Linked DNA regions of Mus musculus: regions 1, 3, 4, 5, 6 and 7 are each linked to region 2. Evidence: chromatin contacts called from public HiChIP or PLAC-seq data. All regions are on one chromosome and are shown on one strand. The core of a region is the stretch at or near the end of the contact, and the rest is flanking DNA. Distances in the headings are between cores, read along the strand shown.

Evidence for each region. HiChIP or PLAC-seq counts read pairs in DNA pulled down with a chosen protein or histone mark.
Region 1: a contact with region 2 is called in an H3K4me3 HiChIP or PLAC-seq map of embryonic limb bud, with 24 times the contacts expected there. The contact joins the enhancer-like site here to the promoter of Ebf1 in region 2. A contact is called at or near these places in 4 of 39 promoter capture datasets (embryonic stem cells, hippocampal neurons, liver and 1 more), 1 of 15 datasets of contacts at CTCF or cohesin (large pre-B cells), 1 of 484 Hi-C or Micro-C datasets (cerebellum), 12 of 115 datasets of contacts at active chromatin or transcription factors (the 230-238 cell line, craniofacial prominence, embryonic forebrain and 8 more) and 2 of 9 other capture datasets (embryonic stem cells and embryonic trunk).
Region 3: an H3K4me3 HiChIP or PLAC-seq map of pro-B cells shows a contact between it and region 2, with 9 times the contacts expected there. The contact joins the enhancer-like site here to the promoter of Ebf1 in region 2. A contact is called at or near these places in 12 of 39 promoter capture datasets (the 3T3-L1 cell line, the C10 cell line, embryonic stem cells and 5 more), 2 of 15 datasets of contacts at CTCF or cohesin (large pre-B cells and pro-B cells), 5 of 484 Hi-C or Micro-C datasets (gonadal supporting cells, large pre-B cells, pre-B cells and 1 more), 13 of 115 datasets of contacts at active chromatin or transcription factors (the 230-238 cell line, the NIH/3T3 cell line, craniofacial prominence and 9 more) and 2 of 9 other capture datasets (embryonic stem cells and embryonic trunk).
Region 4: a contact with region 2 is called in a RAD21 HiChIP or PLAC-seq map of pro-B cells, with 7 times the contacts expected there. The contact joins the enhancer-like site here to the promoter of Ebf1 in region 2. A contact is called at or near these places in 6 of 39 promoter capture datasets (the 3T3-L1 cell line, the C10 cell line, embryonic stem cells and 3 more), 3 of 15 datasets of contacts at CTCF or cohesin (the NIH/3T3 cell line, large pre-B cells and pro-B cells), 9 of 115 datasets of contacts at active chromatin or transcription factors (the 230-238 cell line, the NIH/3T3 cell line, craniofacial prominence and 6 more) and 1 of 9 other capture datasets (embryonic stem cells).
Region 5: an H3K4me3 HiChIP or PLAC-seq map of stem cell-derived neural progenitor cells shows a contact between it and region 2, with 20 read pairs. The contact joins the enhancer-like site here to the promoter of Ebf1 in region 2. A contact is called at or near these places in 2 of 39 promoter capture datasets (cranial neural crest and embryonic stem cells) and 12 of 115 datasets of contacts at active chromatin or transcription factors (the 230-238 cell line, the NIH/3T3 cell line, craniofacial prominence and 8 more).
Region 6: an H3K4me3 HiChIP or PLAC-seq map of pro-B cells shows a contact between it and region 2, with 5 times the contacts expected there. The contact joins the enhancer-like site here to the promoter of Ebf1 in region 2. A contact is called at or near these places in 7 of 39 promoter capture datasets (the 3T3-L1 cell line, 3T3-L1-derived adipocytes, the C10 cell line and 4 more), 2 of 15 datasets of contacts at CTCF or cohesin (large pre-B cells and pro-B cells), 2 of 484 Hi-C or Micro-C datasets (brown adipocytes and muscle stem cells), 17 of 115 datasets of contacts at active chromatin or transcription factors (the 230-238 cell line, the NIH/3T3 cell line, cardiomyocytes and 11 more) and 3 of 9 other capture datasets (adipose tissue, embryonic stem cells and liver).
Region 7: an H3K4me3 HiChIP or PLAC-seq map of neural tube shows a contact between it and region 2, with 3 times the contacts expected there. The contact joins the enhancer-like site here to the promoter of Ebf1 in region 2. A contact is called at or near these places in 15 of 39 promoter capture datasets (the 3T3-L1 cell line, 3T3-L1-derived adipocytes, the C10 cell line and 8 more), 3 of 15 datasets of contacts at CTCF or cohesin (the NIH/3T3 cell line, large pre-B cells and pro-B cells), 14 of 484 Hi-C or Micro-C datasets (B cells, the C10 cell line, the CH12 cell line and 6 more), 18 of 115 datasets of contacts at active chromatin or transcription factors (the 230-238 cell line, the NIH/3T3 cell line, cardiomyocytes and 11 more) and 5 of 9 other capture datasets (adipose tissue, embryonic stem cells, embryonic tail and 2 more).

What each region holds. Positions count from the first base shown.
Region 1 is chr11:45,388,212-45,391,940 of GRCm38.p6, forward strand. No RefSeq gene overlaps it. Among named protein-coding and RNA genes, the nearest start is that of Gm22284, 250 kb to the right of the region's middle. Within about 2 kb of position 1,265, at least 23 of the 459 cell types and tissues checked have an H3K27ac peak or open chromatin away from gene starts, as enhancers often do. A contact at or near this core is called in craniofacial prominence and embryonic limb bud, where this site is marked.
Region 2 is chr11:44,616,463-44,620,079 of GRCm38.p6, forward strand. Ebf1 (early B cell factor 1) reads left to right here and starts at 1,638. Exons shown (of 16, transcript NM_007897.3): 1 at 1,638-1,850. The coding sequence starts at 1,717.
Region 3 is chr11:45,321,770-45,325,671 of GRCm38.p6, forward strand. No RefSeq gene overlaps it. Among named protein-coding and RNA genes, the nearest start is that of Gm12159, 210 kb to the left of the region's middle. Within about 2 kb of position 2,087, at least 14 of the 459 cell types and tissues checked have an H3K27ac peak or open chromatin away from gene starts, as enhancers often do. A contact at or near this core is called in the 230-238 cell line, pre-B cells and pro-B cells, where this site is marked.
Region 4 is chr11:45,348,259-45,351,848 of GRCm38.p6, forward strand. No RefSeq gene overlaps it. Among named protein-coding and RNA genes, the nearest start is that of Gm12159, 230 kb to the left of the region's middle. Within about 2 kb of position 1,268, at least 6 of the 459 cell types and tissues checked have an H3K27ac peak or open chromatin away from gene starts, as enhancers often do. A contact at or near this core is called in pro-B cells, where this site is marked.
Region 5 is chr11:45,576,332-45,579,879 of GRCm38.p6, forward strand. No RefSeq gene overlaps it. Among named protein-coding and RNA genes, the nearest start is that of Gm22284, 61 kb to the right of the region's middle. Within about 2 kb of position 1,585, at least 13 of the 459 cell types and tissues checked have an H3K27ac peak or open chromatin away from gene starts, as enhancers often do.
Region 6 is chr11:45,212,315-45,215,726 of GRCm38.p6, forward strand. No RefSeq gene overlaps it. Among named protein-coding and RNA genes, the nearest start is that of Gm12159, 97 kb to the left of the region's middle. Within about 2 kb of position 2,012, at least 19 of the 459 cell types and tissues checked have an H3K27ac peak or open chromatin away from gene starts, as enhancers often do. A contact at or near this core is called in the 230-238 cell line and pro-B cells, where this site is marked.
Region 7 is chr11:45,253,832-45,257,629 of GRCm38.p6, forward strand. No RefSeq gene overlaps it. Among named protein-coding and RNA genes, the nearest start is that of Gm12159, 140 kb to the left of the region's middle. Within about 2 kb of position 2,395, at least 9 of the 459 cell types and tissues checked have an H3K27ac peak or open chromatin away from gene starts, as enhancers often do. A contact at or near this core is called in the NIH/3T3 cell line and neural tube, where this site is marked.

The DNA.
Region 1 (3,729 bases), core at 15-2,514, 770 kb after region 2:
CTGACCATATGGAGGAGAATCAGAGAGAAAGAAATACATAGCTGTTCCTTGTATGATTATGCCATTATATTTTTAAATCTTCTAAACATTTGCCCAGGCTACAGGGAAAGTTAAACTTGATGTCTTGGAGACATGGCATCATTACTCTGATAAATTTACCTTATAAAAAGTCCTCTCTCCAGAAGTACTGGTACACACATGTATTACTAGCACTTGGAAGCCAGATAAGGAGGATTTCTTTGGAGTCTGAGGCCAGCCTGGGCTATACAGTGAATTTGAGGCCATTCTGGGCTATACAGTTAGACTCTGCCTCAGAAAAAAAAATAATAATAATGGAAAAGAAACAAGAAATTCTTTCAAGTACATATAGCGCACACAATGAGAACCTCAAAGGTTCTCAGGGCTGCATATACATGACTATGAAGTTTGGTGTTAACTGTTAATTTGACAGACTCATGAATTCCCTGGGAGAGTTATGTCTCAGGCAGGCCTGTGGGGGATTATTATGATGGAGTTAACTGATGTGATCAGACCCATCTTAACTGTGGGTCGATCCATTTCCAGAGCTGGGGATCCCTGGCTTGGGCTGTATAAAATGAAGCAAGCAAGCTAAGGAGTTAGCTGGTACTCATCTCTTCCTGCTTCCTGACTGAGGATGGGCCCGTGAGCATCTGCTTCAGGCGCCTTCCATCTTGACTTTCCCACCATGATGCACCTTGAACAGAAGTGGCAAAAAACTGAACAACACAGACACTAGAAACCGTAATGTCTGAGTTAGAAGGAATAAAGATTCATAAGGGTAGATGGCGGAAATACCATGGTATACACGGCAAAGGAAAAAAAAAAATATGTTGTAGAAAACTTGGCCAGAAAACCGTTAACTATGATATGATTTTTTTTACAAGTATAATAAAGAAAAATCTGGAAGGATATACAACGAACTGGAAACAGTGTCTACCTCAGGGGAAGTATGTGGGATTTTAAGAGTCGAGGGGGAGAGACTAAGTTTTATTCTTCCTACTTCCTATTGCTTGACTTCCCCCCCAACAACTATGATGTATTACTTTTTACACATGAATAAAAATAGAAGGATTTTTTAAAAACCCAGTGGAGTGTTCCTGTCCAGAAGCAGCAGCCATCTTGGGGGCTGTTAGCCATTACCTCTGCTCATTCCCTTCAGACCAAGAAGGGCTGAAGGAGCCTCAGTGTTCTCTGCTGCGTTGTTAACCGGGGCATTGAATCTAACTTGCCATACCCTGTAATTGGATCCTTCCAGTAAAGCTGCCTCAATAAAATGTCCCAAGTGCCAGAGCCAAGTGTTTAGGAGCCACAGAGGACTCTGGTGGCAGCTTTGTGGGTTGGGGGCAGGGGCCTGGGCTTGGGGGCTTGGGTCTAAAATACTGTAGGAGGCATGCATTAAAGTTCCAGCCAGCTTAACTAGCAGCAGAGGGGCAGGCCTGCATTTTTCATGCAGGCTTAGACAGACTAGTTTGCAAGGCTTGGGATCCCCGGTGAGCAGTTTGCTGTGGCTTCAGTTACAGCACCATTTCAGAGGTATTAAGGCAATGAGACTTTCATCTCCGTACACGGAGAAAGCAGGGCAGTTAACTGGGGTTTCTCCAGCAGGCATGCAGACTGCTAATAAGGAATGGATCCCAAGAAGGAAGTGATTGTGGATAATTATCCCCCAAATCCCACCTCACGTGATACCAAAAGCGATCAGCAAAGAGAGGCCTACAGCTTCCTGTGAGCTGGGTCTGCGGTTGTTTTCAGATACCTCTCTTTCTTCCGCTTCATCTCTCACAAGCTGCTGTGGATCCCTGCTGCACCTAGGTGCTAAATTAATGCTCCGCCTCAGTCTCTTCTTGTTTAAAGGTTTCAAGACTCAAGATTTTAGTCCAGGTGTGCTCTGTTAAGTCGTGCCACCTTAAAGCCACAGTCTGCTGTGTCCAGCACTTGTGTGCTTTGGCTACGCACATTAACACAGGAAGCATGGGGGCCTGGAGCAGGAAAACACACTAAAGGGCGAGTCAGGGTAGAGATCTGAACCCTGGACTTCTAGAGATCAGATCCACTCAGACCTACATTCATTACTTCATTCAGAAAAGGTTTATTAAAATGCCTACTGTGCTCAGGAGGAGGATAGCATCATAGTTAGCAGGGCCAATTTGGGGGATGCTCCGTAGGTATTCATTCTAGCTCAGTGCTGTTAGCGGTACAACTGTTAGTCTTCCGACTAGGTCCTGTTTCCGATAGTTAAGTGATAGAGATGGTAGGACCAATCTCTAAGGCTGCTCATGAGGGGCCTAAGAAGGAAGTATGTAGCAGAGTGACAGTTACTGTTTCTGGGTTTGTTAAAGAATTATGAACCAAACATTTTGCTGAAGATTTGATGCACAGTGAATAACAGGCAAAGACCTCCTTTCCAGTTTGTAGTCTAGAGGGAGAATGAGTGGAATCAGGAAGGTCAGAGAAGGCCAATAAGGAAAAATGAATCCATTCTGAAATTTAAAAGAGCTAAGTAAATAAAGTAGAAAAGGGTGATTCTTTTTTTCTTTTTTCTAAATTAAATGCGTGTGTGTGTGTGTGTGTGTGTGTGTGTGTGTGTGTGTTATAGGGGGTGTTTCTTGTCGTGTTGGGATTGTTCTCACAGCCCCTGTGTGTGCTAGACAAGTGTTTTATACAACTGAGCCAAATCTCCAGCCTATCTACAATTATTTTAGTCTTTCTTTCTTTTCTTTTCCTTTCCTTTCCTTTCCTTTCTTTTCTTTTCTTTTCTTTTCTCTTCTCTTTTCTCTTTTCTCTTTTCTTTTCTTTCTCTTTCTTTCCTTCCTTTCTTCTCTCTCTCTCTCTCTCTCTCTCTCTTTATTTATTTATTTATTTATTTATTTATTTATTTATTTATTTATTTTGGATCACACCAAACCCAGAACCTTACACAAACACCAGCGCTAAGCTACAGCCTCAGCCAGATTCCTGTACTTTGGAATGGAAAACATGCCTGTGTGGAAGGAGTATAGACATAAAAGGTAGCAGAAGGTAAGGCACATTGACGCATGTGACGCATCATGTCTCCAAGCATTTCTCATGGTGCTGCAGCCAACTACAGTCCACAGAAGGGCTGTGAGCAAAGGAATTCAGTGGTTAGAGCTCTACCTGGGAATGGTTTCTCTGGCTATGAAAATCGGAACAGATAGAAAGAATGTTCTTTCTCAAACATCTAGTGTCTCTCCTTGTTAGCATTCATGTCAAGTACATGAAGACATGGGTCCAAGGGCAGGACCCAATTACAGTTTCCACAGAGACATGTATGGAGAGATTAGTGGTAGATGGGTGAAGGAGGGTGCACATCAAACACCTTCCTGAAGTAGAAAATTGCACATGGCAGCCTCCTCCTTCAGATGGTCCCAGTGCACAACAGCAGCAAGAATGCGCTGGGGAAAGCGATGGGAACCATTTGGGGAACTGTCAGTAAGTAGTGAATCTGTAGATCTAAATGTGTCATAAAATCAAAGGGAAGGACGGAAATCTTGGCTAAAAATCAGTATAATGGAGGCAACTCCAGATCACCTTTGTAGCATAAAAAGCAGGAAAATCTCCTTCTATTAAACTTTAGAATGGATGCAAAACAACCAGAAGCCATGGGTACCACCAGATCTTCTCTCCATGATGCCCGTCATCCTCTTCTAATGCCCACCTTTATCCTACTGCCTCTCCCAACTGTCCCAG
Region 2 (3,617 bases), core at 388-2,887:
TTGCGGAGCAGGAGAAGGGACTGAGGATCTGAAGATATTTAGAGTCGCAGGCTGCATAGCCCCAGAGACTCATTCACTCTTAGGGACTTCTGGAGAGTAGTGACCGAGTGAAAACCGCGCCCAACAGCATTCGTGTCTGGGTTAGCACCAGAGTTAGAGGCATTTCAGAAGCCTGCTGAAGACTGAGTCTAGAATGCCCATTCCCTTGCGGTCTACTAAAGTCGTATTGGTTGGGGCTTTAGGTTTCTCTACCTCTCCTGACACGGAGATAATGTCTTCCGAGTGCCCTCAAGTCTCGATCTCGCGCACATAAAGTTCATCCCGCCACCCTTGTTTCAGAGTGAAGAGCTGGACACCTGGGATGGGCATCCTGCCTTTTCTGCCTGGTCAGTCCTTTTTTCCTCCACGTTTGCCCCCGAAGTCCCAGGACAGGCAAGCAAGGGACTAGGCGTCTGCCCAAAGAGAACGCAGTCAGTACGCCTCCGTCGCGCTCAGGGCTCGGAAGGGATGCTTAAGAACTGCCATGGTGCATACCCCTTCGACTCAGGATACCTCCATCTCCTTCCCTCTGCCCCCTCTCTCGCTCTCTAAGGCCACGCTCCTTCCAGTTTAGACGCTAGAGCTCAGAGATCCCTTGCTCGCCACTTTGCCGGGAACTTTGGCGGCTCCCCTGCGCCACAAGGAGAAGGATGTTAATGAGGGAGTGTGGCCAGGCTCTGTGAACAAGCCAGCTCGGGAGCTGCGATTGGCTGTGATAAGGCGGAAGGATGACGTTATGCAAAGAAGGGGCGTGTCTAGGCTGCGAGGGCCCCGCCTCCTTCCCTTTGGGGTTAGTGTGCCTGTGTTTAGCTCTGGGGAGAGTCAAACTGGATTCCACAGGGAGAGCCTGCAAATCACTTCTATTTTAGCAAGGAGAAAACAGAATCTCCATCCAGCAGGGTCCACCCCTCTCTTTCTCCCTCTCCTCTCTTTTTCTATCTCTTTCCCTCCCCCCTTCCTCTTTCCCTCTCTCTCCCCTTCCCCCCCCCCCCTCCGGTGTATCTGTCTACAGCAACCAGCGTCCTCATCTACACGCACGGAAAGGAAAGAAACATCTTTGGTTGAGAGAGGAGGAGGAAAAAAGAGAGAGAAAAAAACTTGCCTGGTTGTGGAAAATGACACTTCAAGTAGCCAAGCCGGCTTCGAGAGTCGTATCTATTGTTTCTTAAATTGTCATCAGGGTGGTTTTTTTTCTTCCTGCTTCTTCAAGTGAAGGTACCGCTACAAAAGGAAACTCCAGCCCCTCCTGTTCTCCAACGGCCTGTGATTACTACAAAAAGAAAAAAAAAAAGGCAAAAAAAAAAAAAAAAGCAAAAAAAAAAAAAAAAAAAAAAAAAAAAAAGGAAAAAAAAAGCACCCAAACTCAAAACCAACCAACCAAACAACCCCCAACAGCCAGGCATATATCTCTGTTTTTTCTTAATTTTGGTCTTTTCGTTGGATTTTCCCTTTCTTTTTTTTTCCCCTCGCCCCCCTCCTTGTTATCGCTCAGTTTTGAGCGAAGGTTTACATTTTTAAAAATTTTGCTTTTCAGCCCGCCTTGATGTAGCGCGAGTCTCATCGACTCAAAAAAAAAAAAAAAAATCTGTGGTTGGCGTTTTTTTTTTTTTTTCCTTTTTTTTTTTTTCAAATATTTTCAAAGGGGAGGAGATTTTTCCACAAGAAAAGGTTGTTTTCATGTTTGGGATCCAGGAAAGCATCCAACGGAGTGGAAGCAGTATGAAGGAAGAGCCGCTGGGCAGCGGCATGAACGCGGTGCGGACGTGGATGCAGGGCGCCGGGGTGCTGGACGCCAACACAGCGGCGCAGAGGTGGGTACCGCTGGGGGACCGTGGAGGAGAGGCCACCGGCTAGCGGGAGAGCCCGGAGACGGCGGCGCGGCTACCCGGGGCCTGGCCACGCGAGTGCGTCTGCCGCTGCGCTGCGCTCGCCGCCCGAGCTCCGCGCTCCTCGGCTGCGCAGCACTCGTCGCCGGGTGGCCAGAGATCAGCGAGCTGCTGGAGGGAGCCGAGCCCAAGCTTTGCCGGCACTTTCCGCAGCCCCATCTGCGAGTGTTTTCGTTTTGTTTTAACCCAGAAGAGGCGTCTCTGCAGCTCGGTGTTGGATAGCTGCGCTTTTCTGACCGCTTGTTTTCTTTTCTGTGTGGTTATATTTTTCCCTTTTCCTCTCCTTCTCTTCGCTTCCTTTCCCCTTTATTTCGCTTCAGTTCTTTCCTTTTTCTTCTTCCCTCTTTTCTTTTTTCCTACTTAATTTTCTTCTCTCCCCCTTTCTTCCTTTCTATTTTCTACCTTCTTTAATTCTTTCCTTTCCCCCTATCTTTCCTTTCCCTTTTCTACCTTCTTTAATTTTTTCTTGTCCTTCTCCACTCTTTTCCCCCCTTCTTTCTCAGTTTCACTCTTCGTTTTTCTCTTCTCTTTCCTCACCTGGCTCTCTCCCCCGTTTCTCTCTCTCTCTCTCTCTCTCTCTCTCCATTTTTCTTCTTGGAGTCTCCTCTTATTTCTCCTATCTGGTTCTTTACTCTCTCCTCTCTCCACTTCTTAGCCTTCAGTTTTTCTCAGTCTGCCTGTAGAATAGTGATTTCCAACTTTAATTTTCACATCTCCTAAAAGCCACCCTCATCCACTGTCACCTTGGCCTTCCCCAGTCCCTCTCCCACTCTCCAGATCCTACACTGAGTGATTTGGAGGCCATGCTCTTGGAGACCAACTTGAGGAACTTCCCTGGACACACCCAGTGCCCTGTCCAGGGGCTCCTAGTCCCAAGTGAGAAATGGTACCTTGCCCTTTTCATTGCTGGCCACCACCTGGGCTTCGGGGAAAACTTTGTGGGCCCAGGCTCCATTAGACATAAAGGGTGCAGAAGGGGAATGGGGAGTAGTTCCATCTTTCCATTTTTGGGGGGAAGGGCTAGGGACAACTGTCCTATACTGTTTCCATCCCCATGAGCACAGGGTTGGGAGTGGTTGGTAGTGAGAGTGAATTGGGTAACTAGGCTAGAAGCGAAAGTGTGTGTGTGTGTGTGTGTGTGTGTGTGTGTGTGTGTGTGTGTGTGTGTTGTCCGATAGTGTCCGGCAGTTTGGGCTGTCATTGTGGTGCCCCCGGGCATCCTATTCTCCAGTCCCCCGCGGATCTTCTCAGCCAAGAAGCCTTGGCCCTTTGGGTTTCTGGAATGTGTGAGGAGGATTTCTCAGAATGGCAAAACTTTGGCAAGACAGGTCTTTTATTTAAAAAAAAAATTAACCAAACAACAACAGTCACTTACAACAGTAAAACAAGACGCCCCAGTTCTCTTTCCCATGGCGATCGATCATTTCTAATAGCCGCGAGTCCCAATCAGGGACCCTTCTCCGCTTGCTTGCCGTTTGTGTAGAAAATTAGCGTGCTGAGGTCGGGTACCATCAGCTGGCCGAGGCTAGGGAGTTTCCTGGAGGGTGGCTGAGGCAGCGAACAACCTAGCATGCCTTCATGCATTTCCACCTGCCCACTTACTTGCGAGATTTGGAGGCGTAGTCGGAGCCTATTCCCACGCCCTGGCCTTCGAAGTAGTAAATTGCGCACTTTCTCTTTAACCCCGTCTCA
Region 3 (3,902 bases), core at 837-3,336, 710 kb after region 2:
GTTGAGCTCTGTAATTTTCCCTGATGGATACAGAACAAATAAAACAAAGGATGTGTTCATCATCTGCCTTGCTAAGAGCATAGTTCACTGTCATTCCCTCTGACAGCATAAATGGGAGAGATTTACCCGGAACCACTTGCATGGCCTTCTGATAATCTAATTCTAAAACTGGCTAAGCTGGGACACTGAACCCTGTGATATACATCTGCAAACCCATGGTTTCCGAGACTGAAAAATAGGATTGTAAGATAGAAGGCAGCCTGAAATACAGACAAAGATACTACCTTGGGGGGAAACAAAGAAAGAATGAACTGGTTTATACAGTAAAGTTTTTCTAGTCTGCCCTTCACATCTCTTTCTCTTTGAGGTTGAGGTAATCTTTCCTTTGGGCCCAGTTCTCTTGCTGAGGCCTTGGCTTGCCTCGGCTGAATAATCACCATGATTTTGAAGTTGAGAATCCCCATTTCCCTATCCTCTGGGTTCATCTCAGATCAAATTTTTGCTTGCTAGTTGGAGAAATAACTGGAGAGAAACTGAGCGGGCCCAGTACCAATGCCTTTAATCTTCTCGGAGGGAGGCACACCACTCTGACCTGCTGATTCGTACAGTGTGTGTTACACTCAAATTACTCAAGAATTCCCTTGCTGGCCTTTTGTCGATAGTCCTTTTTTGCAAGGTCTTCATTACTTTCTAATTGACCAAATTTATTTTCTTCATCTCTCTCATTAAGGACGGGTTTAGAAGTAACCTCGATTGTGCAGACTTCCTAATGGCTTACTTCCTCTATGATTGCCCTCATTTTTAAAGAGGACTCTCCAGTCTACCCTAAGCCTATACCTTACAATCCAGCGATCCATCTACCTATTTAAGGGCAATGGGAGTCTAGAAAGTCTGCAGTAACTGATTGTATATTGTTATGTCCTTGGGTATGATATGGTTATACCTGCCAACACTGGTCACACACACACACACACACACACAATAGCACTATGTAGAGCTTTCATGATGGTTAGTTCAGCAGGAACTCAGTTTCAATGTATCCTGAGCATCTTTCCCAAATGTAAACTTCTGCGTTCATCTTTTGTCTTTCTTGATTAGTGAAGCCAAAACTCTAATGAGACAAGAAAATCTTCTTATTGCTACAATGGGTTGGTGTAGAATAAACTATATCCCACAGAGACCTGGATGTTCTGGCCCTTACCAGTGCAAATTCCTGCTGAAGATTCAATAGAACTACAAAGTGACACTACCCAGAATACCTGAAGTGTAGATCTTCTCCCTTCTCTCTTCCTCCATCTGTTCTCCTCCCCTGCCTCTATCTATCTCTATCCTTGTCTCTCTTTCTATATGTGTGTATGTGCATTCATGTATATGTGTGTATGTGCATTTGTGTGTGTGTGTATGTATGTATCTGTGGTTTGTTCTCTTGAAACCAGAAGATCCAAAGCAGATAGCAGCACATGGATACATACAGAGAAAGGACAGAGACAGACAGAGAGAGGCAGGGGAGAAGAAGGGATGAAGGGAGGGAGAAAGGGGAAGATCTATACTTCAGATATTCCAGGCAGTGTAACTTTGTAATCTTCTGCTTTTTAAATCCCATATACCATGAAAGTTGAGTTGCTCAAATTCTGGATCTCTCTCTCTCTCTCTCTCTCTCTCTCTCTCTCTGTCTCTCTCTCTCTCTGTCTCTTTCTCTGTCTCTGTCTCTCTGTCTCTGTCTCTCTGTCTCTGTTTCTCTCTCTCTCTCTCTCTCTCCCTCTCTCTCTCTCTCTCTCTCTCCCAGGTATTTACTGCAGGAATCTCAAGATCTTCCTTTCATAAAATGAGTCATAACTACCCAGCCTGCTCCACCAGACTTAAAATGCTAAGCACTGTGAAGAAAGAAAGATCCCCTCGCCATAGCTCTCTCATGGGGACCTCAGGATCTAATGCAAATAAATGTCTTGTCCCATTTGGGCTTGTGTCATGATAGCTTCTCTGACTAGACACGCCTTACATGTGCACGCCTTACATGTTCTTCCCCGACATTAAAGCTAGTGGCTTTAAAGTTAATGCCTATTTCTGTATCAGCCTTGGAGACGTTGCCCACACCTGGTTGACTCTTTTAACTGTCTACTTGGCAGGCCGGCTTGGCCCAACAACCACAGTGAGGGTGGGGGTGATCTTCACAGAATAAAATCCTTTTCCTGTTTTTCCTGGCTTGGCCAGTCAAGCAGATTGAAAGAAGTTGCATGTGCTTTTAAAAAATGAAACCCTTCTTGGCACTTTGACAAGTGGTTTGATGAGATCTAACTAGTATTTACAGAACTTGAGTTTGACACAAATTGAGGGTTAAATTTTCTCTCATTTACTGGCACCATCGACTTTGCATTTATAGCCCATAGGACCTGAGAGAGCAATACTGACTGTCAGTCTGTCATTTCCCCATCTCCAGCTTGAGAGTCCAACTAGATGCTTCTCTTACTCAGTTCTTCACATCAAGAGCTTTGAGTCTTGTAGGATCCACATACTGCTTACCCTGCTCTGCTCTGCACTAGCGAGATGGCCTCTGGTTACCACCTCACTTTCCTTGTGCCTCAGCTCGTGACTCTGAAATAGGAACATTAGTGAACTAAGTGATAGGTAAGAAGTAGCAAGAATGATTCACAAAATACCACAGTGATCAATGGATGGTAAGGATGACTAATGAATGTTTCCAGGGGATTCTATGAATTGAGCACTGTGGAAGAACAGGGAATCAGGGCTCATACCTAAATCCCAGCATTCATGGAGCTGAGGCAGGAAGTTTACCACACATTCATAGTCAGCTCAGACTACATAGGAAGTTCCAGACCAGCCTGAACTACAGTTTGGGAGACTATCTCCAAAAATAATTGTATTGCTTTTTAGGTTTCTGCAGTAAAACACCCAACATAAAATTGGGGGTGTGTTTCAGTTCATAATTCTGAGGGAATCTGTTAATGACAGGAAGGCATGGGACAAGAGTATGTGGAAGACAGCCACACTGTGTTCAGTCATGAAGCAACAAGACACGAACACAGCTGCCCACTCCACTTTCTGTCCCCAGCCTGAGGGGACAATGCCTCTACATTTGGTTGGCCTCAGTAAAACTTTTGTGAAGAAACCTTCACAGACATACCCATGTGACTTTAATCCCAGTCAAGCTAACAATGAAAATTAACTATCATACTGTCCTATATGAAATTGCCATACTCAGAGACATTTATTATTATCCATATAGAATCCATAAACAAATCAGATATAGCTTTCTCATGAGTGAGCACACTTACAAGTACAAAAATTATCAAGGTAACAGCATACGATCAATTAACTTATATTCTAAATAAAACAATAAGACAAAACACAAATAGGTATGTGTATTGGGGAGTTTGTGAGAGGCCTATCAAGTGCTATGGAATAACTGAAGGACAGATTCCATGTCTGGGACTGGTAGCCCATGCCCCTACAAGAGAACTAGCCTACCTTAGAGACTCTATAAGGGAAGTAAATCACACATTCGGACAGGGACCTAGGGAAGGGGAATTTAGAAAGGGCTGCACTGATGGACTTAGTGCCCAGGGTTTCAAAGAGCTAAAGATGAGGTAAGAGTGACCTGGATTCTCAAAATTCTCATCAGGAGATACTCTAAAGAAAGCATGGTGATCATTCTGGATTATCTATCCAGGGTGAGTTTTCAGTTTTCTTTGTATTCTTTTTGGACTGAGTAGGTGTATAGACTCACTACCTCCTTTTTCTTCCTTGTGTTTTTGCTTCTGAGAAAGGTTCTATAACTCAGGCTAGCCCCAAACTCCATATACAGCTGAAGCTTGCCTGGAACTCTTAAAATTCCTGCCCAAGCCAGACAAATGCCAGGATTATAAATAGGCATATATGGCACT
Region 4 (3,590 bases), core at 18-2,517, 730 kb after region 2:
AAATAGATAAATTACCTATGCTATGTATCTGCCCAAAGCTTAGACCATGTACTTGGAGAGCATATCCTCTTGGTTGCTATCTCCCACCCCCATCCCTTGATAGGTGATCCTGACTCTTACACAGCCAAAGAGAGTAAAGCATCTTGAGAGTGTGGACTCTGCATTCACACTGCTTATGATCCACGTGGCATTGGCAAATTAGAGAACCTCTCTCAGTTCTAATGTTTCCATGTGCAGAAGACCTATGTGGACAGTACCCATCTCCTGTGACTGTTAAGAGAAATAGGGCAAACACTCATAGCAATCACTATTAGTCACGGCTGTTCTTTGACTGGAAATCTCTTCTGCCTTTCTGGATTTTAATCTGTTTTCTTATTCAGAACAAATACCACTTCAATTCATCATCAAAAAATGCTATTTAAAAGATAGGAAACAAATATGATCTCAGTTTAACCAAGAAGGGGATAAGAAAGACATAAGAGGAGGAAGGGGAGGGGAGGGGAGGGGAGGGGAGGGGAGGGGAGGGGAGGGGAGGGGAGGGGAGGGGGGAGGGGAGGGGAGGGAAGGGAAGGGAAGGGAAGGGAAGGGAAGGGAAGGGAAGGGAAGAGAAGGGAAGGGAAGGAAGCCTCTAAGGTGACTCATGAACATTCTTCAATTCTACAGTGTTGAGAGTCAGACCTTTCCTTGGTTATAAGGCACCCTATGGCAGCATCCAAACTCTCTTTTACAGACATATTGTTTAAGCCTCACTTCATCTTCACAGGAAAATTCCTGAGTTTCCCTGCAGATTTCAGGACCAGTCAGGGGAAGGATGTGAGATGAGAATATCCAAGGAGGAGAGTGAGCATTCAGAGAGGGAAAGGTCTGATCCCTTCTCCACTGGCCTTCCCACCCCGCTTCTTAGACTCCAAATCTGCTTTTAAACAAGCTAGAGTCCAACAGAAGCCCCTCCTAACACTTCCCTTCTTAGATCTCATAGCATCTTATCATCCCTTGACCGTGGATAGGGAGGCAACCCTTAGACAAGGTTTACCCACGTTTCTGCAAAATACATGTGTTGGACATGACAGCAGAACACATCAACACTTCCTTATGAACTGGAACAGGAGCATCTATGTTGCTTGTTGGTTACACAGTCAGGTGCTACCATCCTCACATTGGCATTGATTTGGTGGTGGAGACTACAAAGGACCATAGACATAGAAGGAAGTATGTGTTTGTGGGAGGGGAAGACACCTGCTAGAGTCTGAAATAATCAGCTTTCTGGCAGGGAGCCAGACCATAAAGCCCTCTTTCTAGAAAGCTGTTTCAGAGACCTAGCAGAAGGACCAGCTGGGTTGAGTGGGGTGGGCACTTTTTGCTTTGTTCACTACCTGGAAAGTGAGCCACACTCTTCTATTTGCCTCCCATCTCTGTCCTTCTTTCTTTCTGTTCTCTCCCCAGCCTACCCTCTTCAATTTCATGTTAATTCAGAGAGTCAAAGGGGACTGAAAAGTAATCTTTGCTTCTGCCACACAAGTGACAACTCAGAAGGGACCATAGCTCCCACCGAGGCACGTGCTTTAGGGCCTGAAAACAAAGGAAAGTGTTCTCACGAGCACTCAGAGGTTAGGTCATGCGGATAGAGCAATGTGATTAAATCTTGATAGATTTTTGTTTTAGGTCTTGTTTGCCTGGTTACAAAGAGTGCCGTTGGCAATCCCTACTTAATCAGAATCTTGATGAGCATACTGTCCCTCCCAGGACTAAGACACCAAGGAAGAGTCTCAGGCTTCCTCCTAGCCCATTCCCCATGGTTGCTACATCCCTGTCACTTCATGGAGGCCTACTCTGGGAAATAGCTTTTTCATTATTCCACCAATTTTATGATAATTCTGATTTCAATTTGGAAATTATAAAAATAAAGACCCTAGCCCCACCCAGCCCCAGAGGGCACCATTCAGAGTTGATAATTGTTAAATTTATTCCATAACTTTGTGGGGATCTATCACTCTTCTATTAATAATTTAATCAACTTTTTCTACTTTTACAATAGAAAAACAATGATCCCCAAATGGAAGCAATTTGCCCAAGGTTATATGACTGGTTTATAGGTCCCAAGCAGATTCACAGTTTTCAGAACTGGAGATGCATGCAATGAGATAGTCTGAAGAGAGGACATGTTTGTTGGATGTTTCTGCTGGGTCTTGAGACTCCAGGTACTGATGATGGTAGCATGAAGAGGGGCATCTGTTACTATTGCTGATATCTATCATCATGATCCAAAACAGTAGGCAAATGCTGATAGCCCAGGATTGAATAGCACAGAGTTCCCCAAAGACAAATCAAATGGTAGAAGTCATGGTGATATGAGGTTAGCTTCAGAGATGCTGCAGTTATAAAAAAGAAAGAGAACAGAAGATCAAAGCAATGGTATCTCCCAGTTTAATGTAAGCAAGTAGAGAGGATGATGAAAAGAAAAATCAAAATATTGGATTTTAGATGAGCAAAGAGATACATACCTGCAACAGCAGCACTTAGGAGGCTAGAGCTAGAGGGTAATGAGTTCAAAGTCTGCCTGGGTACATAGCTCAATAAAATGAGCATCAAAAACCCTTCGAATTTGGTTCTATGACCAATTTACAGGACAGTCTTGACCCCTTCTCTTAATCTCTCTGGCCCTTGGTTTTTAGTTCGCTTAAGCATTCTCAAGTAAACCTATTCTATTTTTTTGTGTACAGTAAGAATCAAATGCTTGCTGGCTAACAAGATGGATCCAGGTAAAGGTTGTGGGGTGTTCACTTTATAGAGGATAGCAGCAAAGCTTAGTGTGTTCCTAAAATGACCCAGGCTGCAGGCTGAACTCTGCAATCTATCCCCATCCAATCTTTATGAATATCACAGAAAACAAATATCAGCATCATTCTTTGGAAAAATGAAAGAAACAAAGGCTCAGAGAGATTAAGATGTTTGCCTCAGAGTCACATAACTAACAAGTGACAGACTAGGATTCAAAGCAAACTATGTCCAAACTACAGAATTCAGATGAGTTAACTGCACAAGGCAAAATCTCACCAGAGTAATTTAAGCCAGCTCAATACCACTGATATGATATGAACAGCAGAGATATGAAAATCATCCAGTGGAAATGTATGCAAGTAAAAGGGAAAGGATTGACCCCCTATACAAACATCTTTAACCCTATCAGTGTGACCCTGACAGTAGATATGAAGAGAAGTGTGGAGGGGCTTGGAGGAGGTGGGCCTTGGGCCAGACACAGCCCTGTAAAGGCTGAGTAGTTCACAAATCAGTGGAAGCCTCCTCTGCTTGAGTTCATTCCAAACAAATCCATTAAAAGCACCATCTTAATGAATATTTTATACAGTTATGACATAGTGAGTTCCATTTAAGAAGGACTCTCGGCAAAGGCTGAGACAATGAACTGCTAAAATAGCCCACTAATCATCCAGGCCAACAGAAATCTGGTCAAGGGATATAACAATTCTACACACAGAAGAAAAAAAAATGAAAACCATATATTCCCTTCCTGCTGGTGTACACTGTTTTTATATGGCTCTATATACCATGTTCAAATACTTCCAGTCCATCAG
Region 5 (3,548 bases), core at 335-2,834, 960 kb after region 2:
ACTGGATCCATCCCACTGTCATCTCATTTGATTTTCATTTGGTTATCATAAAACACTACAAGAGGCTAGGGAGATAGCTTAGTCATTAAAGTGTCTGTCTTGCAAATATGAAGACTTGAGTTCAATTCCCAGAACCTACATTTTGAAAGTCAAGTGTTGTGGCTTATTCTTGTAATCTCAGCACTAGAGAATAAAGATGGGTGAATCCCTGGGTCTTGATGAGCTGCAAGTCTATCAGACTTTGCAAATTCAGTGCCTGTGAGATACTCTGTCTGAAAGGAAGGAAGGAAGGAAGGAAGGAAGGAAGGAAGGAAGGAAAGGAGGGAGGGAGGGAGGGAGTGAGAGAGGGAGGGAGGGAGGACAGAAGGAAAGAAGGAGAAAGAATGAAAGAGGATAGCACACACATATACATATTGAGAAAGTAGAGATCAATTTGATGGATGGCCCAAACCCACAACCAACACAAGGATATGGGTTTCACAGAAATGAAAAAGTTAGAGGCAATATTTTTCACGCTATCTTATTTTAAGTAATTAATAAAAACACACACTATTCAGTGAGTGTAGCAATATAACATACATATACACATGCATATACCATAATCATATGTGTGTGTGTGTGTGTGTGTATACACACACACACATACATACACCCACAACTGCTAAAACACTGGTACCAGCATGAACTACAGCTGGTAGTTGCTCTAAATTCAAAGTCTACCCAAATTGATAGTGAAGGGACCACCAGATAGTTCAGCACCTAAGTAAGGGCACTTGCTTCTAAGCCTGAAGGCCTGAGTTCAATCCCTAGGACCCACAAGTCACCGCTGGACCTCCACATGCACATGAGCACACATACATATAAACAAATAAATAAATGGGACTAAAAACAAAAGATCATAATGGAATACTGTCTCACATTGCACCTCAGTTTTACAGTCCACAAATGGAAACACTGGTAAGCCATGCCAGAGAACTTAGCAGGCCCAGCTACTTCTGCTGGTTCCAGTCAAAGGCTCTGTTACTGGTGTGTGTTCTACAGAGTTAAATATGGTAGCGGGGAGTACCAATTACCACCTCTATACTAGCCTCCTTCCTTTCCCCAGCCAGTTCTATGATACCTGGCATATTATTACTTTAGTAAATGAGATAGATGGGCGTATATGGTTTGGGGCTATAGTATGACCAGAGTGGAAGTCCCCTATTATATCATAAGGTTCTTGAGAACAGTGTGCCTCCTGGGTCCACTTGAATGCACATGATGAAAAAATAGTTAAGAATGCTGGTGATTTGTACTGTCATGGAGGACCCAGCATCATTTATACAGACCTCTGTGAGCTTTCTGCAGCAGCTTTCCCCAGGAGTATTGCTTAAGGCACAAGGCCTGTGAAAAGCCTGGAAGTAGAGAGGCCACCTTGGTGAAAACAGGCCTTTGTTTGGGACCAGGACTCCTAGTGAGCAAGGTCGGTTCTAATCAAAGATTCTGTCACTGGTGTGTGTTCCACAAGCCCCTTGGGTCTGGCTCACACAGTGCAGTGGAGCCACTGGGGGCAGGGACAGTGCCTACCTCCCAGACTGTATCGATTAGCTGCTCCATCTGCTGCTTGCACAAATGAGCAGCCTAGTTTCCCCATTGGATGAAAATGTCACCCATGGTAACAGATCCGTGCAGCTGGCATCTGACCACAGGACCCTCTGGGAGGGAATAATCGGATCCTGAAAAGTGGTTGGCCCACACCCAGCACAATGAAAGCTACAAACTAAACACATGCCTATTCTAATCTGCCTGAACCCATCCCCACCTTGACTCCAAGGAGATGGTCCCAGACAAGCACGCTGTCACATAAGGGGACAGCAGGTTGCCTGGGAGCACTCGGGATAGGTACCACAGCTCAGAGATGCCCCTCAGTCCTGAAGTTATAAGAAATGCACCCAAATCTGAATCCAGCCACTCTAGACTATAATTCTTTCCAGAAGCATCTCTCTTTCTCCTTCCTTTTCTCCTTCCTCTGTCCCCAGCCCTTAACATAATGTCTTTATTTCTTCTCTTGCTTCCTTGCTCCCGTCTCTCTCTCTCTCTCTCTCTCTCTCTCTCTCTCTCTCTCTCTCTCTCTCTCTCTCTCTCTCTCTCTCTCTCCTCTAGATTTTGGCTCTCTGTTCAGGACACATCTTCTGGATTGTCCCTCTTTCTCAGGTTTTTCCTTAAACACCATTTCCTCCGAGACACCCTAATACTATTTCCCCCACATGCTCGCACTAGGCCTTCTCTCCTACCAGACCAAAAGGACCTAGTAAGCAAGAGAATCTTGTTTGTCAAGCTGACAGCATCTACCATGATGCCCAGCGCATAGCACACACTCAACACACACTGTTTACAATCTGGCTGAACCAACAATGGCAGATGCAAAAGCTGGTCCTTCGAGAATGTCTGGTGCTCTGTCTCTAAAGATATCCATGCCGTGGGTATCGTTGTCAATTCTAGTCATTGAGCTAGGCCAAGTTATAAGGAAAATAACAAGGATGGAACAAGGCAGCTTAGAACGCAGAAGGACAAGCTTGGAGGAAATCCATATTTTGAAAATATTGTTAAAATGGGGGACTCTGTAGCACATCTCTCCCTCCCCCCTCCATCCATCCCCTTCTTCTCTGCCAAGCCCTCCCTTCCCATCCCTGCTCATCACTGATATAAACTTCATTTCCCTTCAACTTCAAACACAACTCTGGGACCAAATTTTTACCACTGGATTTTCAAGACAAGGGAAAAGAAGACTTCTGTGTTTGGTCTCTAATCACACAATCAAGACATAAAACTACTGTGGTGGCCAACTTGCATGTCCATCCCTGGACCAATCTAATTGCTGGAGTTCAGTAAAAGGCTCAGCTATATATGTCATAGGATAGTATGTGGAGCACCACAAAACAATGGGTGTTATCTCTCAACTGGGGTTATTTCATCCTTCCAAGAACCCATCTAAGAGTGTGGCTGTTGTACTATTTCCACTTCTAATACCAAGTCTGTCTCTTTTTGCATGGCTTACTTATTCTTTCTGAATCCATCTCCTCATCTACAACATGGGAATGATAACCTGAGAGTCATATGCCAACCACTGGAGGGGGGGGGGGGGAATATAGCTCATTGACAGAGACACCTAAGGTATGAGGTCCCGGGCCCAATTCCTGGTGTGTGTTGGATGGATGAGAATCCAATGAAAATACATGACAGGCTACTTAGCAGGAAGATGTTAACAGTGTCTATTTTAATGTGACAATAAGCAATCAAACTGTTCTATGAGTTTTGACAAATATGTTAGCCATTATCCATTTTAACTAGGGTTGATTCATGGCTACATTCATTTGCTGTTATTGTTTCAGATTTTATTTATTTATGTATGCATGCCTGGAGATGAGAGAACAACTTGGAGGCGTCAGCTATCTCTTTCTACCTTACAGATTCCAGAAATCAAGCTCACTTCCTGAGGCTTGATGGAGGCAACGTCACCTTTTGCAGAGCCACCTCAACCAGCCCTTCACTTGCTTCTGTAAGAGTAA
Region 6 (3,412 bases), core at 762-3,261, 600 kb after region 2:
ACCTACATGTGAAGGTTAGAAGACAATTTGTGACTTAGTTTTCTCCTCCTACCATGGGAATTGTAGCTTATTTAGTTCATCATGATCTTACCTGGTTCTATTTGTGTTGCTGAAAAGGGGGAAGGGTTTGGTTCTCTTACAGCTAAGTAATATTCCATCATGTATTTTCTTCATTTGTTCATTAATAGATGGATCCTTAGTTTGTTCCCATGTCTTGTGTACTATAAACCATGCTGTAGTAAACACTAAGTACAAATATCTCTTCAGAATGCCAACTCTTTTCTCTTGGTTATATACCCAGTTATATGATAATAGTAGAATCACCGTGTTATGTAATAATTCTATTTCTACTTTTTTTTTTCTACACTGAATCTTAATTGCCAAAACTTCTAACTTCAGCTACAAGTTGTCTTGTTAAAATCCTTCAATTTAGCCTAAGTGTGATTTTTTGATAACTTCCAGAATTTGCAAAATTCTTCAATTAAAAAAAACACCAGTGCCGGGCATGGTGGCACACACCTTTAATCCCAGCACTCGGGAGGCAGAGGCAGGCGGATTTCTGAGTTCGAGGCCAGCCTGGTCTACAGAGTGAGTTCCAGGACAGCCAAGGTTACACAGAGAAAAACAAAACAAAACACCAAAAGAGTGAGACACGGTGGGTCATGGCTGCAATCATAGTCATCAAATAGTTGAAATGAGTCCCATGAGTCCCGTAGCTTCAGAAGAACCTTAACAGAGACCAAAATCTCTAGCTTTTATTCTGTAGATCATAATCATATCACAAGTATAGACTTAGAAAGTTCAGAAAACCTATTTGTCAGTGCTTCAGGGAAAGTTTAAGTCATAGTCAGGTTTAAACTTCCGAGCCCTTGGCTGAACACTGCTTTCAAGCTATGTATGCTATGTATCTATGTACACTATGAGTACATCAAATATACACAAACAACCTAGTGATACCTGAGACCTTGGTATTATGCAAAGAGTAATACACATGATGTAAATTTCCTATATCATTGATCACCACTTTGCATGTGGAAAACTTCACTAATTACAGATGTATATATGTGGCCACATTTTCTCTAGATGCTGAGACCTCAGAAATGTAAGCTCAACAAAAACTGCCAAGTGAGTGTTGCTTTTCCTCATCAAATGTCACAATGGAGGTGGAGCCCATCAAAAGTGAAGTCACCAAGAATGCTGATTGGAGAGGCAGGAGCAGCGGCTCAGTGGTAAAGAGGACTTACTGCTCTTTCAGGGGCTCCAGCTCCAGGACCTGCTGCTCTCTTCTGGCTTCCATGGGTACCCACAGGCACTTACCAGATGTCCTCACATGCTTGCTGTCCACCCATGTAAACATACAAGCATACAAGGAGGGAAATGCTGGTTTGAAATGGTGAAGGAAGAATCTTAAGGAATTGATTTTAACGGATCTTCTTTTTAAAAAAAAAAAAATAGGTTGATTCGTTTCTGATTTCTGTCCCTGTGAAAACTCGCTTTTTCTTTGGAAGAGAAATTTTATCACAGTAACTGAGGAATGCCTCTTTTTAAAGCAAAAGAATGTCATCACAATGGAACATCTGGTGTTAGGACAGAATATCCCCTGCCTCCAGATCCACATTGTCTACCATGCTGGATCCTCCCTGTATTAAAGCAGATGTTGAGAACATGCCCTTATGCTGGAAATATTTTCCAGGATGGCAGGTGTACATGGACAGGTAAATGAATCTCACAATACCACAGACATCCGGAATATGAAGATTTTGGTTAACCGAGGAAAAGAATTGTTGTCCTGTGTGATTTTGGGAACCTGAAGATCATATCTGCCTTATTCCTCCACTCTTCTTCCATGAAATGATCCCATAGGCTCCTGTGTTTGAACACTTGGACTTCATGGTGGTGCTGTTTGAGGAGGCTGTGAAACTCCAGGAAGTAGAACCTCATAAGAGGAAATAGTTCCCCAGGGGCAAGCCCTTGAGTCTTCCTAGCTAGAGCCCACTTCCTGTTTACTCTCTGCTTCCTGAGTGTGAGTGAAGCTGACTAGCTCTCTTTGGCCTGTGATGCTGTCCCCGGCTCTCTACCCCAGACTTGCAAGCCAAATAAATCTTACCCTACCTTAATTGCTTTCTCTTGTATTTTGATGTAACAACTAGCAAGCCACCCTTCTATCACAGCAATAGGGTGATCTTTAAAGGAAATCCCAGCTTTGGGAAGATTCTCTCTCTGTGTCAAAGTGCCCCTCAGCTCCTCTACCCTGCAACTGCAGGAGTACCCCATGCCATATGTGTACATTGAAAGGGTGTTAACAACTAATTTCCCAAAGAAGAGTAAGGTCATCTTGTTAGGGACACTTGGCGAGCATTTGAGTACTGATTCTATGTTACACATCAATTTAGGATTTGGAAACATAATGAGTCATTTCCAGAAATCTCTGTACCTAGGAATTAGAGAGAACACATGTCAAACAGGAAACATTAACATTAAACAGGCATTAACTGTACTTCTGAGCCATGCTGCAGGTTTTCTCTGGGTCCTTTGGTATCATTGGGCACATATAAAGCCTCAGCAAAGACATAAAGAGTATTGCATTCATCTCTAGCAGCTGGAGTCTGGCCCAGTCAATGTATTTATTATATCTGTTGTCTCCACGTGAGCCCCAGGTACTTCAACAGCTATACTAAGCCTGGCTTCCTGTTCCCAGGTGTGTACCATTCCATCACTGTCTAAACTTGATGCCAGTGCAGGTCTCCACAGTTAGTGGAAAAGAAAGAATAAGATGCATTATAGAGAGGGGCAGGACAAGCTGCAGGGTCAGAAGAGAGGGGTGGTTCAAGCAACTGAGGCAGAATTGTGTACCAGCTTCTGAGCTGTTGGCTGTTAAAAAGCTTCTGTGACCTTTAAGAAACATCACCCAAATTCTCATCTTTGGAGACATGCAATGCTGGGACTTGCTTCTGGAGATGTCTGGGAAGGTCAAGGCTCTCGGAGAGTACTGGCTCTTGCCTTGCTGCTCATACCTTGCACAGCAGCCCTCAAAGAGCAGCCTCAGTGTGTCTTCCTGAAACACCGGAACTGCTGGGAGGTGCCCAACTTCATTTTTTCCGTTTTCTGTGGCTTCTGAGCGCAGATCTCCATGTGTGCCGAGCCAATGAATAGTAAATATCAAGCCCTTGACTTTCTCAGACCTGTGGGACCCGTGTAAGGGGAAAAAGAAAAGGGCTCTCAAGAGTCTCACACTCCTTTCTTTAAGCTGCCATCTCCTCTGTTTGGAGTCCTCTTGCCTGGTGTACAGAGAAGTAATAAAACATGGCAGAGAACAGCACAAGGTTCAAATGTCAGACTACATCTACTTTGGAGTGTTTTATGAAAACAGTGCCACAAGACTCAGAATCAGCCTGAAAGCTCAGATCCAAGA
Region 7 (3,798 bases), core at 1,145-3,644, 640 kb after region 2:
AATGAGGGTGAGGGTTTCACCTTCTGCACAGACCACCCGCCCTTGTTAAAATATGACTATTCTGAAGGAAGGTACAAATATCACAACTTTGTGAGAATTATGTTCATGTTCTCCGAATGTCCCCAAAGAATATGTTCTGGTCTAATACTCAGCCCAACAAAGGAATGGATCAAGGCACAAATAAAAGCTGGCTCCCCACAACTCATTGAGGTGGGGAGATGATTACAGTATGTTACTCTCTTGGCCATCAAGGTACAGTGTGTCTTCATCTTTAACAAACAAAGCAAAAAAATATAAATATTTTTAATCCATTCATTCATTCAACAGATATAAAGTGTCATCTGCACCAGGCACAGTGGAGAGTATCTGGGATACGCCAAGCAAATTGATCAACCTGCCTTTAAGAGGAATTGAAATGAAAGCAGGAGACCAGAGGAGGGTTGGTGGAGCTCTTCAGCAACCTGAAACAACACAAATGCTTGCACTGCAAAGGAAGACAAGGTCAAGGGGACAAGGCCCATTTGTCATTAACCATCATTATGAATGAATTTTACTCGGAAGCCATTGACAGTTTAAAAAAATATCAAAAGTTCAAGAGAGTTCCCCTAAGAGGAAAAAAAATCTTGTTCATAATCCTAAGGCTGAAAGTGAAGGGTTGGTGAGGTGGCTGGGAGGTAGCGAGAAATCCCACCCTTCTAGTATATAATCTGGAGGCTATTAAAATCCTTTCTTTTATGGCATTGGTGACGGGGGTGGGGCTGTTGCTTTGGAGTGTTCAGGAACAGCTCCCCATATGCAGAAAATCAATCCCAAAGTTAAAAGGAACTAGGATCAGATCCCCACACAGGTGACAAATGCTCGCTAATGAGAGACAGAGGCCCTCTCCTCCCTTAACTGACAGGTGAAAGGATAGCTGATGGGAAGGACCACCTGCTCACTGCTGGCCCAATTAAGACCTCCAACTGTTCGAGGTAACTGGAGATGCACATTAATTGATTGCCACTCTCCACGGCCTGAGAAAAACCCTATGTACAGACTGCAAGGAAATGACCCGGTTCATGCATTCCACAAACACTTTCCTAACTTTAGACTGTAAGTTCTCCTCTTTACCCACCCCACACCCCCAAACCTAGCCTTCCTTAGCTGTCCATGAGCTCTGTCATTTCCTACCTACCCATACCCATACAGAGAGAAGCACACCAGAGAGTGTCTTGTAATTTTTTTTTTTTTTTTTTTACCATTTTTGCATCACAGTTAAAGAAAGCTTTGGAATTACCCATTTTTACATCATAGTTAAAGTTGAGTTTGTATCTCCATCCTTTACATGAACTTTTTAATTTGTTGGTGATGATTGTTTGCATCTACTGAAAGACACAAAAATCTTTGCCTCTCATTATAAACAACCCACATGCCCACGAACAGAATGGGCCAATCAATTATACACATTCACACAAACACACACACATACACACACACACATACACACATACATACATACACATACACATACACAGCCACACACACACACACACACACACACACACACACATTTGGATTATACTCAGCAATGGAAAAAAATAAAGGACTTCTCATACTTGCAAAGCAGAGAAGTCTCAAGGCTTGGTGTTTAATTAAAGTATCCAAAGGGCTCCCATCCGCCCTTGCAAAGGACCCAGGTTTCCTAACCAGCCTCCACACAGCCTTTCACAACTGTCTATATTCCTGTGCCAGGACATGTGATGCCCTTTTATGGCCACTGTGGGCACTTCACCCATGAGATACATACACGTATATGCAGCCAAACACTCATACACATAACATAAAATATAAGTAAACAAAGCTTTAAAAGCAGTCATAAAGAATGACCACATGGAAGAATGGACCGGGGTTACAAAGACCTTATTATGGCAGAGAGGGAAAGCAGTTTTCTGTGTTTTTATTGGAATTTATCAATGGGAAAACAAACACACGTGAAATTTCATTGATCTGGGGGCTGGAGATATGGTTCAGTGGTTAAGAGCAGTTGCTGGTTTTGTAGAGACCTGGAGTAAGTTCCCAGAATCAGCATGGTGGGTCACAGCCATCTGTAACTCCAGTTTAAGGGAACCTGATACACAGTTTATTTATTTATTTTATTTATTTTTATTTTTTTGGTGTCCAAGGTTACCAGGCATGCACACCATGCATATACTTACATTCAGGCATACACATAAAATGCAATTCAACAGACTCATCTTGAACTTCAATCTCAAACTATAAGAAAATGTCTTAAGACTTTCTTCATGGTCATTCATCACAAGCATTCCATTCAGGGACTTTATTATAGAGAGTTCAAGTTCACTCAGTGGGAACAACAAGCATGCCTTTGTTCTAAGTTCCTATTCACCTCTGCTTCCCAGTGGCTAGCACACCAGGCATTTTGACAGAGCAAGTCACAATGGAAAACCCCAGTGTTGTAGCAACAGGGCAAGAGATCCAGTAGATTTCACAGGACTCTTCCTCAGCCTCCCTCTGGCTCTAAAAATGAAGTTTCTGGTAAGAGCTAGAGAGATTTTCTTACTTCTGAGACCCAGATTCTAAGCAAAGAAAGTTGCCAGAAGAGCTGACAGAATGCTTGACTGTCTTGCTAGATGGCTCTATAAACCTCCTGGACAGGAAAGCCACATTATTGGTGAATCACACACGCGGCACGCAACTAAAATGCCTGGTAAATGATAAATGAGTTCTAACTGTAGCTTACGCACTTAAGTTCTTCTTACTAGAAAGACCCAGTCTTCTGGTGTATGGTTAAATCTCTCTGCTGCTTTGCGGTGATTTAAATATTTTAATTACTCATTCAACACTTAACTGAGTTGGTATTTTGTACCAGGTGCAAATGGGGAGTGTAGGTGACTTAGAAAAACTAAGTCCTGCCTTCAGCAACTCTTTGTAGTCTGCTGAGAACTTTCAGGGGACTGAGGCTGAAGGTTGGAAGTGATATACTCTTTGGAGGCCATTGGTCCTCTGATAGTGATTGGTTCTCACAAAACAGTGGATAATAACAAAAAGTCAATATAGTTAGAGTAACAACCTAGATCTATGTGCTATGTGGTAACTGGTAACTGCTGGAGACTAAGTGTTCAATTGCATGTGGTGAAGGGGAGAGGAAGGAAAAAAGAGAGGGACTGCAGAAGGAGAGGAGGAAGGAGGAAGGAAGGAACGAATGGAGAAAGGAAGGAAGAAAGGGAAGGATGGATGGTAGAGGGGAAGGAAGAGGGAAAGCAGCAGAAGAAAGGGTTAGTTTACAGGCTCACCATAGCAACCATACCACTGTCTTACATGTCACTCCACTGGGTTCTCCTCTTCCATCTTTGATCTTTATAAGACTAGGGAGCACGTTTGACTCATTTGTATAACTCTGTTGCACAGCACATAACAGCACTTAGAAATAAATCATTTTCCATCAGTGAAAATTCTCAAGACACTGTGAGATAACTCTGAAAGTAACCAGCCTTCCCATGTGCGTGACCATCTCATGGCCACCTCGTGCAGCCAGGTCCTCACTTCCACTGCCCCACCACTGGGAGCAGAGGGCACATGAAGACAGGCCGCTTTGCTCTTTAAATCAGGAGAATGGCAAATCTAAAGCTGGTGGTGGGCAAAATAAAAGCAATGAATGAGAGCAAGCTTATCCCGCATAACAAGCATGACATCCTTTGGCAACCTTCGATTGCCAGAGTGAATATTTATAGGGGAAAAGGTCAGCAAGCAGGCACATAGATAGATAGACAGAGAAGCAGACAGACAGATAGATATTAG